3 separate regions of the Mus musculus genome follow, and all the other regions are linked to region 1. Evidence: chromatin contacts called from public Hi-C and HiChIP or PLAC-seq data. All regions are on one chromosome and are shown on one strand. Each heading gives the region's core, a stretch centred on a gene start, on an enhancer-like site or on the middle of the called end of the contact. The rest is flanking DNA. Distances are from core to core; before and after follow the strand shown.

Evidence for each region. A called contact is a pair of places that touch in the nucleus more often than the background predicts. HiChIP or PLAC-seq counts read pairs in DNA pulled down with a chosen protein or histone mark.
Region 2: a Hi-C map of CD8 T cells shows a contact between it and region 1, with 2.4 times the contacts expected there. The contact joins two enhancer-like sites. A contact is called at or near these places in 1 of 484 Hi-C or Micro-C datasets (CD8 T cells) and 1 of 115 datasets of contacts at active chromatin or transcription factors (memory CD8 T cells).
Region 3: an H3K4me3 HiChIP or PLAC-seq map of bone marrow-derived macrophages shows a contact between it and region 1, with 4 times the contacts expected there. The contact joins two enhancer-like sites. A contact is called at or near these places in 2 of 484 Hi-C or Micro-C datasets (centrocytes and nephron progenitors), 2 of 115 datasets of contacts at active chromatin or transcription factors (bone marrow-derived macrophages and microglia) and 2 of 9 other capture datasets (embryonic stem cells and liver).

The regions. Positions count from the first base shown.
Region 1 is chr15:53,110,391-53,115,241 of GRCm38.p6, reverse strand. The region is part of intron 1 of Ext1 (exostosin glycosyltransferase 1); the gene reads left to right. Among named protein-coding and RNA genes, the nearest start is that of Gm41323, 180 kb to the right of the region's middle. Within about 2 kb of position 2,096, at least 126 of the 459 cell types and tissues checked have an H3K27ac peak or open chromatin away from gene starts, as enhancers often do. A contact at or near this core is called in CD8 T cells, bone marrow-derived macrophages and memory CD8 T cells, where this site is marked.
Region 2 is chr15:52,750,868-52,755,718 of GRCm38.p6, reverse strand. The region is part of intron 3 of Gm41323 (a long non-coding RNA gene); the gene reads left to right. Among named protein-coding and RNA genes, the nearest start is that of Gm34794, 33 kb to the left of the region's middle. Within about 2 kb of position 2,233, at least 56 of the 459 cell types and tissues checked have an H3K27ac peak or open chromatin away from gene starts, as enhancers often do. A contact at or near this core is called in CD8 T cells and memory CD8 T cells, where this site is marked.
Region 3 is chr15:53,406,511-53,411,361 of GRCm38.p6, reverse strand. It overlaps a transcript of Samd12 not described here. Among named protein-coding and RNA genes, the nearest start is that of Ext1, 63 kb to the right of the region's middle. Within about 2 kb of position 1,966, at least 19 of the 459 cell types and tissues checked have an H3K27ac peak or open chromatin away from gene starts, as enhancers often do. A contact at or near this core is called in bone marrow-derived macrophages, where this site is marked.

The DNA.
Region 1 (4,851 bases), core at 847-3,346:
ACTCCCAATTCACGTTTCTCAGTTCAGTCAGTGCCACGGATCAATTTTGTGCGATCCCATGTCCTGACCTTTAAGATTTCTTTTCTCAAAAGTAATTGAAATTTTAAACATTTTATCTGGACTTAGGAAAGGGTATCGGAAACAGGCTTAGAAAACAACAGAGGATGCCCCCCCCCCCCACACACACACACAAGTCACCTGGAGGGAAGTTTTGAGGAGAGAGTCCTACAAAGGGCAGTTGCACGTTGAAGAGGTCAGAGATGAACTGCTCACTAATTTTCTTAATGAGAATTGTATGTCTTCAGACATATGACGCCATGTGGGCTGACCAGAAGCAGCATTGTTTAAAGAAAAGAGTTGGGGCCTTCTTACATTTTCAGCATTTCACCTCTGCCCATGAAGTTGAGCTGTATGGTTGGTGGGATACTTCTGGGATCCTGTCATTCTTTCGCTTGAGTTCTTCAGTGACTCAGATTCACTCTCATGGAATAATGTCTGAGCTCCAGGAGGTAGCAAGCTTATCATCTCCTTAACCCCCTCCCCCTGCCCTGAGCTCTTTAACCATTCCTGACCCACTCCAAATTGGGTGTTTTCCCTCCCCATGGACCCTTTGATCCTGATGGACTACCATTAGCCTAGAAATGCCCATCTTCCAGTGTTTGTAGCTCTTGCTCCGTCATCAGTGCTTAGCAAAGAGTCCTGGAAATCTTCGAGATACACATCCCTGTTCTCATCTTCCTCACCAATGCCTTCTGTAGCCACCCATGCCTTATCTTCCCTGCCCCCCCCCCCCCGCTTCCATATGAACATCTGACAACTTCACAGTGTTTTCACTGGACCACGATCTTCTTAAGACGGACCTAACATGTGGATGGCACACACGCACTCACACACTCATCCAAGAACAGAGATGCACTAGTCTGTATTTCCTTTTCCTCATCACAGGGCACTCTGGAACTTCAGCCACCCCAAGTATTAGCTTTCTGATTTTTTTTCATAAGAGATGTGACTCAAATCTGGGTATAAACAGAGAAGAATCATTACTTAGAAGGGACGGGGCTGGCAGAAAAAGAGCAGCTGTGATGTTCACCCAGTTCATAAGTAAATACTCGAGACAAACTATCACCTCAGGCAGCCTGGAATTGTGTGAGTCTGAAGATTAGAGGCTCATTGCTGGCTTCTTGCCTGTCCACTGTGGCTAGCGAAAAAGCAGGATCATTTGGCCAACGTGCTTGTGAGAGAGGATCTGTGGGAACCCTGGGAAGACAGCAAGCCACAGCAGCGGCTTCCTTCCTTGTACAGCTTCTGATGAGGAGAAAGCTTTTAAACTACACACTGCTGCTGTGTGGGGAGCTGCGGCTTCTGCTTTCATTTTCTTTTAACGGGTCTGCTCCTCGTTTGTCTCTTGGCTGTCTTTGCAAAACTGTTTTTTTGTTTTTTTCATTGTTGGTAGTTTTTAAAAAATGTTTATTCCATTCCTTCTGATATAATTTGCCATAATAACCTGCAATTGCATACTACTTTCCTGATTATACTGCATGTACATAATTTCATTTGAGCTTCACAGCTTTGAGACTGACAGAAGCTAAGAGATGTGCATGGGGGTCTCGCAGGAGAGCCACACTCCAGATTCTTCAGCCCAGGTCTCCTCATTGACAGCTGCCTGTGTTTCTGATAATCTGCTGGCTCCCTTCAGCTGAAGTGATTACAGCTATCTTTTGCAGAAATGCTCATAAGGTGCTGTACTTTAATTAAAATGTATCGTTTGGAAGCCGGGCGTGGTGGTGCACACCTTTAATCCCAGTACTCGGGAGACAGAGGCAGGCGGATTTCTGAGTTCAAGGCCAGCCTGGTCTACAAAGTGAGTTCCAGGACAGCCAGGGCTACACAGAGAAACCCTGTCTAGGGAGAAAAGAAATTAAAAAGAAAAAGAAAAGAATGTATCATTTGGTCAGGTCAGTAGAAGGATCAACCCCTTTGGATGAACCAGGAAACTAAGCCCAGACAAATTAGTATTTCCCAAGATTGCCCAGTTTGTGGATGGTAAGCATAGACTGTGAACCCAGGTTTGGCTGCTTGACCACTGAGCTCTTGTTTACTAAGTTTTTAGCTACCAGTTCCCTGCTGCACAAAATGTACTGGGCATTACAATGGACTCACATAGAATCCAAGGCTCTTTCCCAAGAGTTCTGGATTCAGCAGGCCTGGGTGATCCTGAGATCTGTGCAGTTCCCTGGTACCACAGGTGATACAAGTGGCAGGGACAACACTTGGTGGAATGGTATGAACCACTCTGTCTCCCTTGCCTAGTCACACTGACTCACTATTAGTGAGTCATCTTATGTGGTGAGGGAAGACTTCAAATAACATTCCATAGCATATCTGAAATGGGGTTATATTCTGTACCTTATTCAGTACAACTCTAGGAAGAAAACTATTATACCTATTGCATGGTACTGGCTTCCAGGTTAAAGTCAGGGTCATGTCGTTTTTATTGCACATTTTCTGTGGAGCCACTTAGAAAGGCTCTTCTATCTCCTGCATCATTACCTCTGGAGTGTGGACTGTAATGCCACAAAGGGGAGACAACTGGTTTACCAGCTGAAGCTGCAAATTCTCTGAAAGCAGTTGATACCTCTCCTGTCTCACTGTGTGTGTGTGTGTGTGTGTGTGTGTGTGTGTGTTTTAAGTTGTATGTGATTATAGCATGTCTTACATCTCCTGACTTAATAAGATGAACTGGTCTACTTTAGAAGATTGTCTCCCCACTTGACCTATAAAGTCTGTCTCCCCCACCTCTAACCAATGGTAGCGACTACTCCGTTCTCCGGCCCCGTCGTTATATGCTGTCACAAGTGTTATGAAAATGGAGCAATGTAGTGTGTACCCTTTAGAGGGTGGCTTTGGACTCGGCATTAGCATCCTCGAGGTCCTTGTGTACTTAAGTAGTTTGATCCGTGTTCTTTTACTTCATTATGTTTTATTCATCTGAGAAGTGATCTAGGCTATGTGTATACCACAATCTTGCCTCATTCATACTTGGAAGGGTATCCAGTGTATACATTTGTGGACAGTTCTCCTATGTAAAAATGCCTTCATTTCTCTGGGATAAATGCCTAAGTACAGTGCTGGGTCATATGAAAAGTCCATTTTTAGTTTGAGAAGGAACTGCCAGATTGTCCCCAAAACAGCCTTACCATTTTCCTCTCATTGTAGCCCCCAAGGAAGAGCTCTTGTTTTTCTTGTTTTCCATGTTTCTATCTGTGCTTGTTCTCATGTGTCCTCTTAGATCATACACTGTCCTGCAGGGAGCAAGTGGCACCTCCTTGTGTTTTGGGTTGATTTCCGTTCCTTCAATGACTAACGATACTCAGTATCTTCCTGTGTTCTTCTTGGTGCTTTATTCATTTTCTTTGGGAAAAATATCAGTTCAAATTGTTAGCCCATGTTTACATTGGATTCTCTTATTGTTGTATCAGAAGTGTTTTTTCCATAGTCTAGACCAGTGTTTCTCAACCTGTGGGCCTCAAACCCTTCGGAGGTCACATATAATATACTTGCATTATAATTTACAACAGTAGCAAAATTACAGTTATGAAGTAGCAATGAAATAACTTTATGTTTAGGGTCACCACAACATAAGGAACTATATTAAAGGGTCACAGACTTCGGAAAGTAGAGGGCCATGGTTTTAGACAAAGTTTCTTAGGAGATGGATGATTTGAAAGTATTTCTGCTTCAGGAGATTGTCTTTTTCCCTTCCAGGAAGGAGCTTCTAGAGTTGAGTTCTCATAGGCAGAGATAGAAACCTGTATAATGAGACAAGCCATGACATAGATGCCAGTCACCGAAGGCTGGGGAGATTTTCTCAGACCTTGTACGCGCGCACACACACACACACACACACACACACACACACACCATCCCTCTGTCTTATGCATTTGGCACTACTCAAGAAAGTTTAAATCAAACTGTTGGGTTTTTTTTTTTTTTTCATTAATAAAGTGTTGGTTTGGGGAGAGAATTCCACAGGGTCTGGCTATGTCACACTGGAGTGATGATTCTAGTTTTCTCTGGTGATGGGGATGACTTTAAGAGATTTTACAGCCTTTTTTGTTTGTTTGTTTGTTTGTTTGTTTGTTTGTTTCTTCAAGAAAGGGTTTCTCTGTTTCGTTTTGGTTGTCCTGGAACTAGTTCTATAGACCAGCTGGCTTTGAACTCATGGAGATCAGCCTGCCTCTGCCTCACTGCTGGGATTAAAGGCATATGCCTTCACTGTCCCGCTTGAGATTTTAAATCTTATCAATTAGGTTCAATCTTGGGCAGATAAAGCAACTGCCTTTGGATAGTGTCTGTCTGAATGTGACAGTATCATCAGAAGTGTTTTTTTTTTAAGGACACATGAATATATGCTCAGGTTCAGTGAAGCAAGAGAGCATCACAGGAGACCGAGTTAAAGAATTCCAAAGCAGGAAATGCCCCAAGTGAAGCCAGTAACTGGCCCAACTAAGGTCATCATCATCCGTTCTCTTGAAACAACTCAGTATTTCATGAATTCCTCAACCATAGAATCTAAAAGAGAAAAAGGTTCATGGGCTGAGCGTGCTTAAAAGTTGCAATGGAAAATATTTCTTTCAGTTACCTTTCTATGAATAGACACCATAAGGACTTGCCTACAGTTTTATAGGGCGAACTCATGACCATCATGGCATTGAATATGGCAGCAGGCAGACAAAGATTGCACAGTAGCTGAGAGCTTGCATCTGATCCACAAGGAGCAATTAGGGGATGGTGGAATGAAACTGGGCCTGTTGTGAGACATTTGACATTCAAGCCTACCCCTTGTGACAT
Region 2 (4,851 bases), core at 984-3,483, 360 kb after region 1:
CTCTGCAATTCTATTTGTGTATTGCTTTTGTGGGTTATTAATGGGAGACATGCAATTTCCCAGACCTATTTGAAAGCTGACGATGTACTTAGAAGACCTGAGCCACAGGCTTTGAGAGAGCACTACTGATTTCAGCTGGAGAAGCTATCCTGGGAAGCTGACAACCTGCAGCTTTGCAGTGCAGCTGATGGAGAAGCCAAGGATTTGGAAATTGGGCCACATAACTATGTTCTGCTATTGACTGTTCAGCTTCCTAATAATGATGATATACAACTGAGATAAAAGCTGGGATGCTATGCTCACGGTTTCATGTCCTAGTTCGTGTGCACACATGTGTCTGTGCATGTGCGTGAGAGGGAGAGGGAGGGAGAGAGGGAGGGAGGGAGGGAGGGAGAGAGAGAGAGAGAGAGAGAGAGAGAGAGAGAGAGAGAGAGAGAGAGAGAACGCAGAGGAGTAGCTTGCAGGGGTTGATTTAATCCTGTCCTTTTACCACATGGGTCTAAGGGACTGACCACAAGTCAGGAGTCTTTCAATGCAGACCTTTACCTGCTGAGTCAGTGCAGCAGCTGTGTTTGAGGAGATCCTAAAAAACCAACTGCACAGTAACAGGGAAATAGTTTTAAAATAAGGACTCCTAAAACAACAACAACAACAACAACAAATTCTAGGTGTCATTTTATAAGAGGGAGAGAAGGCAAGAAAGAGTGATAGCGATAGACCAAGAGGGAGAGGGAGAGGGGGGGAGAGCGAAGAGTTTCTGGAGATTAAACCCAGAGCTTTAGGCAGGCTAGAAAAATTTCATCACGTTGGAGGTAAACCTCAGCCCTAAAAGAACATTTTAATAGATAGCTCAATTACTCTTTGTAACATTACATTGTAGATACAGTATTTCAGTGAGATTTCCGGGTGGTATCATCTGTGCATTTTGACCAAGGAGAGAATAAACAGGAACAACCAGTCCATTGCATGAAGAATTAGTACATTGAAAATGCCAGTGCCTTCGCATACTTATGTAAAGTTACTGTGCCAAGATCCAGCATGCCTGACTTACACAGGTTACCTGTGTATGCTAGTTCTCTGGGAACACAACACTGATCTATAGCATTTTCCTATCGAGATGTTGTTAGCTTTCCCACAGTGCCTGACACATGCTGCTAAGGGGCATCTCTGAAAGAAGATCTAGGAAGACCATAAAGAATCAGCTCCTGAGAGGCTGTGCCAGCTGATAGAGCTCACCACAGGGGAGCCCTCACAAACCAGGCCTAGAAAGAAGTGTAAATACAGGGCTACGGCAGCACTGCATATAAAGGAATTCTATATAATGGAATATATAACAAGTATATGCCAACTGGAAGTTTATACTAAATTTAAGGATAGTGATCTATGACCCCCCCACCCCCCCAAAAATCTAAAATACATGTTTAGCCAGGCTGTGGGGACACAAGTCTTTAATCCTAGCACTTGGAAGGCAGAATCAGGTAGATTTTTGTAAGTTCAAGGCCAGCCTGGTTTACATAGTCAATTCCAAGACTACAGAGAAACCTCTAAAAACCAAACCAACCCAAACCAACCCAAACCAACCCAAACCAACCAACCAAACAAACAAACAAACAAAACAGATAGTGGTCTAAATAGTTAGGCTGGGCCAGAGATTAGATAGAAAACTGTCTTATGTAAATGAGATAAGTTTGCAGATGGAAGTCTTATAGATCTTGTTAAAATGCAATCTTCTTCTTCAGCACACTCTAGGGTATGGCCTGAGAGTCAACGCTGCTAATGTACTTCCTGTGGGGATAAGGGTGTTGGTCTGTGGGCTGCCCTCTCATAACCTCTGACTGCACTCAAAATAAGCCGACCTATTACCATTTTTTTTTTGATCTGCTGTCAAAGCCACAGAATTTAACAGTATAAACCACCATGCAGCTGCACCCAACAAGCATGAGAGGAGGTGGAGGCAGCGTCAGACAGCAGAAGACTGTCCTTCTATCTATCTGAACAACTCAATAATGTTCTGCTATTGGGTGATGAAAGTCCTGGTGGGCTAGGGAAGGTCTTTTTGGCCTAGAAGCAGGAACAAAACACAAAACAGTCAATCAATCAATCAAACAAACAAACAAGCAGTCAACTTGCAGATTATGTGGCTGTGATGGTTTGAATATGCTTGGGTCATGGAAGTAGCAGTATTAGGAGTGTGGCCTTGTTGGAGGAGGTGTGGCCTTGTTGGAGGAAGTGTGCCAATGTAGAGGTGGGCTTTGAGGTTTCCTCCTGTGCTCAAGTTCCACACAGTGTAGAAGAGGGTGTCCTCCTGCCTGCCTTCAGATCAAGATGTAGAACTCTCAGCTCCTTCTCCAGCACCATGTCTGCCTGGATGTTGCCATGCTTCCCACCATGATGATAATGGACTGAACCTCTGCAACTGTAAGCCAGCCCCAATTAAATGTTGTTCTTTAGGAACGTTTCCTTGCTCACAGTGTCTCTTCACAGCAATGGAAACCCTAACAAGGACAGTGGGTGACTTAGACTGTGGGGCAGAAAATCTCACTGGGAAATCTGTTTTACTCCAGATGAGAGAGTCAGTTCCCAGACACACAGCCATTCTTTCCAGGCAGCCCTTGACCCACAGAGTGACTCCTCAGCTCCTCTAAGAACAAAGTACTGAAGTTAAAAACTGTTGGTTACAACTACCACAAGAATAGCTACCCCATTGGTTTTGAGCTAAAATCACCTCCTTTAAGATACAAGACTCAGCCCTGTCAATCGCTAAGTCTGGCGCATGAGCTGGACCTCACTGTCATTGATCTGACTGGTTTGTTGTTGGTTTCTTTTTCCATCACTTGCTCCATTCCTTCTTCCTTCTTGGCAGGACAATCTCCAACAGCAATGCTGAGACATCCATGCAGCCACACTCCCATGGCTTTTGGTGTGGTTTGTGTCTGTCAAATAGTTTGTTTCTTTGGTGGACTTGGATAAAAATTCCTTTCTTAATAAAAAGAGAAACTGCAGCAAAAGAAAATTCTACTCTCTTTTTCCTTCCCTTTAGTTCTAATGGATAAACAAATGATAGTTGGGGCTGCTACAGCCCTCATGGTGTGTGAGACTAGAAGCCTATAGACAAAGAGCCAGCACACTATGGAGACATAAGCGGGAGAATGAGTAGAGCTAAGGTCCTTGATATAAATATTATTGGCGAGCTCTTAACCTAACCCTGTGACCTAGAATTCTAGAATCCTTAAGTGATTTTATCCCCTACAGTTAGGTACCCTTATATCTTATAGGTAGCCTTATACCTTATTGATATACAAGTTACTTAGCCTGTTTGACCCTAAACTTTCTCATCTAATAATTGAGGATAATACCACGCAGGAATGTGAGGAGTAATTAATGATTTGATCTTTATGCTCTATCATACCAGTTCACCTGTATGATGCTCTCCACCCATTTGGCTTATTAGTTACTGTTTGGAGACAGTTTTCTGAGTCCAGCCATCTCAGAAACAAGTTCTACCTTGTTGACAGGGTCAAACCTGAGTTCATGTTCTCAGGTCCTGGAACCCAACTACTATCCTGCTTCTTCAGATGTTTCATGTTTTTCTGCTAACCAGGAAAGGATGTAAAAATGAAAGTTGCTGTTATCTTGTTGTCTAAATTACAAGCACACAAGTCATAAATGCATCGCCTGTCTTGACTTAATTGACCACGTGCTGCTTGCCCACTCCTTTGTTCCTATATCATTATAAATTCTAGGTCAGAGTCCAGGAAGGGACCTGACTGCAAAAGGTGACTCAAGGATCCTGAAACTTGGAGACCTGGATACGTCCCAGTCACCAACTTTAACTTCCCTGCTTAATGCCTTGTGTTGAAATATGATTGGTCAAGGCAACAGCCCTCCCTCCTCCCCCTTGCTTTGTGTTGTCATCCCATAAAATTGTTGTACAATCTCCCTTTGGGGAGTCAGTTCAGATTCCAAACTGGCACCCTTTCGAATGTGCAGAAAATAAAGCTTTCATTTTTAAACTTCTGTCTCTGAAGTGAGTTTTCTCAGCTTCTACCCCAAATGCAAAAGTTACAAGTATAGAAATCTTTTGAGTAACGTGAAGATTGCTAGATGGTTGATGATTTGATGAACCTTCTATTAGAGGAAATTAACACACATAGCACGGTGCCTGGTTTCATTGAGACTGCTGCGTTGGATCACTTTACATAGATGTGCCAATGAGTGTACGTACATTCATATCTTTTTATTCCAACCATACTTTCCTGAGTTTCTAAGGAAGTATTCACTTTATATCCGGGGAGACAAGTTTTTAGAGCATCGTTCAATGGCTCAGAAAGCATCCTTCTTATATACACTAACTACATACACTCAGTGCTGCTGGAGAGCACAAACATGGTTTGGGGCTTAGGTTTCATTATCCCCCTTTCCTAGCTACATTCTACAAGTCCTTGTGAGCTTCAGCAGGCACAAAGTTTGCCAGAGCCTTGGAAAGGTGCACATTGATCTAATATGAAAGCATTGTGAACCTCATTGTCCCCCCAGATGAGGGACAGCTGACTGGTAAAACTGCCACCACTTTATTTCCCTTACTCTGTCCTTTCAGAAGTGGCTGCTCTCACTGTCACAGGGAGTTGTTGAAATCGTCTTTATTTTTCTGCAGCTTCGAAAGCAATCAACTTGTCTATGAAAATCATCCTCCATTGTCAAGACAACAATAGCCCTGGCAAACTCCTCTCTGTCTTCAAGTAGGTTTTGAAAGGCATCATCTTTTCCAATTCCAGAGAGGAAGGAAGTGCCTAAAATTCTGCTTCTGAAGTGCTAGGTAAAACACCCTCAGGTCTCTCTCCCTTTTCCACA
Region 3 (4,851 bases), core at 717-3,216, 300 kb before region 1:
ATTAACATGAATTTAGGAGGGAAAAGTATGAAGTGATATGGTGAATAAGAAGAAAGGGAGTGATCTGGGTTTGATCACAACACATTAGAAGCACGTATGAAATTCATCAACAAAAAAGTACATTAAGGGTCTGGAGAGATGACTCAGCAGTTAAGAGCACTGACTGCTCTTCCAGAGGGCCTGAGTTCAATTCCAGGCAACCACATGGTGGCTCACAACCATCTGTAATCAGATCTGATACCCTCTTCTATTGTGTCTGAGGATAGTTACAATGTACTCACATACTTTAAATAAACAAATCTTAAAAAAAAAAGTACATTAAAATTTCAGAATAAAAAAAAAAAAACCTTTTCACTGAACATTCATTTGTGCTATTTTTGATTCTCTCCAGTGCATAGATTATCATCTCATTGATAAAGAAAAGCTTCCTATGGGGGCAAAAACAGTCTCCTACAGGAAAAATAAGTAAAAATAAGACTGGTTTCCATAAGTAAATGATTCTTGTTTACTAAGATTTTTCTGCATATTTATGAAGCTATACCAAACTAGCAGGTAAAGCTTTAGACTAGGTACAAAAGATGATGTGAGGAAATATTTTACACTATGGACTTTTGTCATGTTTAGTTATATAGTGAAGAATGACTAATATAACGCATTAAGGAAAAGGAGGAGTGACCTGTTAGACTCCCTTACCAATCCTGTCAGCCTGCCTAAGGTAGGAGGCTTTTTAATCACTGGTGGCTCTAGATAGCAGCTGCACTTGGCAAGATCGAAGTCAAATGTAGTCACATTCATTATGTGACCCTTCATAGATTTTCAGCTACCATTTAAAAAATCTGGTTTTGATAATGAATGGAGCTATGCCCTGCTTTATAGCAGAACAGAAATCCACTACCAGCGGTGCACTTTTCCAAGTCTTAATTACTCCTAAATCAAGAAATTCTTGTTATTTTAAGTCTCAAATTCTTATTCCAATACTAAATTTTAAAACTTTTACCTAGGCTAGGTAAGAAGTTAGGAGGTGGGGCTGTCTCATTTTGTTTTCCTAAGGATTTCTGCTCCTAATTTTAAATTCTTGGAGACAAGTATTAAGTAGACCTTTGACCTTTCTTTCTCTAGGTAAACAACACAAACTCATTTAAGTTCTCCCAGAGGTTCTGTTTGCCAATTATTTGGCCATCTCCCTGATATTTTCCAAATGCTTTCTGCTCTGTTATATTTCTTCTTCTAAGCTAAAAAACAAAACAAAACAAAAACAAACAAACAAACAAAAACAAAAAAACAAAAATTCAGCATGGTCTTTATGTCCCAGTTGGTGCCAAGTAGTAATCATTTGCCCTTGGGTCGATCTTTGAGAAAGTATCAACCAGACTTCTCAGAGTTGACATTCAGGGCTGTGGAGAAGGGTCTGTCTCTGTTCAGTTTCCCCAGACTCCGCTGACACCTCAAATACTTGCTGTTAGTTTTAAGGCTTCAAAATCTTAATCTATATTTTGTCTCTTCTATAATGACTCCAAGATGTTAATTGTTCTTTATATTTTTATTCTTTCTGCTAAGACTGTGTTGCAAATAATCTAGATCTATGCTTTCTAAATATATGGAAGATCATATAGTGTACTCAGACTGGACATATACCATTCTACAATACTAAACATGGTATTCAACTAATTGTTTCCCAAAACTGATGCAAAGATAAAACAGAAAACAAAACAAAACAAAAAAAGGGGGCAAAATTTCTGTAAAAATGTGCCCCCAAATGGATGAGAAACCTAAGAAAAGCTATGGCCATAATAAAGACTCATGTTTATTGAATGCTAATACTGTTCTGGGCACTATGTTGTGTTCATTTCTTACATTAGATTCTTTAAAGGAAGACTAATAGACAAGGAATTGATATAGATCATTTATTAAGGGCAGCTCAGTAAAGAAAGAGGAAGTAAAATAGGGGAAGTGTTAAACACTGAGCAAGGGGTGACCCTTTAAGAAGACTTGTATAAGACACCATCAGGTTTGAGGCCAGAGTTCAGTATTCCCCAGATAGGACCACTGTGTCTGTTCCATTGCTCTGGAGGTGAATGAGTTCCCATGCATATCCACCTCTGTGTGAACAGGCAAAGCAGCTCTAGCAGCTTAAGGAGAATCTTTTGGAAAGATGTCTAGGTAGACACCTTTGGAAGAACAAAGAGGCCAGATGCTTTCATTACCTTTCCATTGCTATGATAAGACACCATGACCAAGGTAACTTATAGAAGAAAGGGTTCATTTGGGGCTTACAGTTTCTGAGGGTTAGAGTCCATGATGTTCATGTTGAGGATATGAAGCACGACAGCAGGACAGGAATGTTGTTGAAGCAGTAGCTGAAAGCCTGCATCTTGATACACAAGTATGAGGCAGGGAAAGCTAATTGAAAATGGTATGGGCTTTTGAAACTTCAAAGCACATCCCTAGTAACCTACTTCTTCCAACAAGGCCACACTTCCCTATCCTTCCCAAAGAGTTCCACTAACTGGAGACTAACTACTCAAATAAATAGTCCTATGAGGACCATTCTCATTCTGATGATCATACCAAGTACACTGATTAGTTTCCGTGAATTTGACACAAACTTAGACATATCTTGGAAAATGGGATCATAACTGATTAAGTGCCTGTATAAGATTAGCCTATAGGCAAGTGTGAAAGGTATTTTCTTGATTAATAATTGATGTGGAAGAGGCTGGCCTACTGTGGATAGTGGCATACCTGGGCATAGATGGTCATGGGGTGGCAGTTTATTTCTGGAACATGAGGACCTTAGTTGTATGACTGTTTTAGTTAGAATTTCTATGTTGGATAAAACACAAGAGTCGAAAAACAAATCAGAGAGGGAAGGGTTTATGTAGTTTATACTTGAACTCTGTAGTCCATCATTGAAAGAAGCCAGGACAGGAACTCAAAAAGGACAGGATCCTGGAGGCAAGACCTGATGCAGAAGTCACAGAGAGGAGCTGCTCACTGGCTTGCTCCTTGTGGCTTGCTTAACCTGCTTTCCTATAAAATACAGGACCACTAACTCAAGGGTGACCCCACCTACAATGGGCTGGGCATTCTTCCATCAATCACTAATTAAGAAAATGCCTCCACAGCACCCAGAGGAGGCTCCACTACCAGGCGTTCTAGCACTCCCAGGATTGTAGGATCGGGGTGAGTAGGACACAACATCTGTTCCAAAACAACCAGGACTAACTGGAACCAACAGGATCCAGGATCAGGAACCCCAACCGACCAGTGCCATGGGTTCCATCTGGTCTGTGCAGATTTACCTTGGGAGTGAACTCTACAGCCAGTCTCACAGCACCCAGAGAAGGCTCAAATTCCAGTCAATCTAATACACCCAGGATCACAGGATCATAGGATCCCTGGAGCTTGGTCACACCTGGTTCTCAGGGTCCCAGAGGCAGCTTGCATCCCAAGAACTCTGACACACCCAGAATCTCAAGATCACAAGATCTAGGAATCACAGGGTCACAGAGACAGCTGGACTCTGAGGAGCTCTGACAAAACCAGGACTAAAGGAAGACAAACTCCAGTTATATATAGCAAGGGCAGGGGGCACTTGAGATAATGAGATGGTGGGAGGCAAGCATAAGAACATAAGCAACAGAAACCAAGGTTACTTGGCATAATCAGAACCCAATTCTCCCACCATAGTAAGTCCTGGATACACCATCACAAAAGCAAGATTCAGATCTAAAGTCATTTCTTATGAAGATGATAAAGGACTTGACACAACAGTCAAAGAAAATGCAAAATGCAAAAAGATCCTAACCCAAAACATCCAGGAAATCCAGGACACAATGAGAAGAACCTATACCTAAGGATAATAGGTATAGAAAAGAGCGAAAATTCCCATCTTAAAAGGCCAGTAAATATCTTCAACAAAATTATAAAAGAAAACTTAACTAACCTAAAGAAGGAGATGCCCATGAACATACAAGAAGCCTACAGAACTCCAAATATACTGGACCAGAAAAGAAATTCCTCCCATCACATAATGATCAAAACAACAAATGCACTAAACAAAGAAAGAATATTAAAAGCAGTAAGGGAACAAGGTCAGGTAACAAATGAAGGCAGACCTATCAGAATTACACCAGGCTTCTCACCAGAGACTATGAAAGCTAGAAGATCCTGGGCAGGTGTCATACAGACCCTAAGAGAACACAAATGCCAGTCAAGGCTACTATACCAGCAAAACTCTCAATTACCATAGACAGAGAAACCAAGATATTCCATGACAAAAACAAATTTACACAGTATCTTTCCATAAATCCAGCCCTACAAATGATAATAGATGGAAAACACCAAAAGGAGGGAAACTACACCCTAGAAAAATCAAGAAAGTAATCTTCATCAAACCCAAAAGAAGATAGCCACACAAACATAATTCCACCTCTAACAACAAAAATAACAGGATAAACCATGCACCCTATCAGATCACCACAGACTAAGGCAAGTCTTAAATACCAACAAGAACAATAGAAAGCACATATACACATGGAAGCTGAACAATACTCTACTCAATGATAACTTGGTCAATGAAGAACTAAAGAAATTAAAGGCCTTTTAGAATTTAATGAAAATGAAGAAACATCATACCAAAACTTATGGGATACAATGAAAGCAGTGGTAAGAGGAAAACTCATAGCTCTAAGTGCCCCCAAAACGAAACTGAAGAGAGCCAGGCATGGTGGCGCACGCCTTTAATCCCAGCAATCGGGAGGCAGAGGCAGGCAGATTTCTGAGTTCGAGGCCAGCCTGGTCTACAAAGTGAGTTCCAGGACAGCCAGGGCTATACAGAGAAACCCTGTC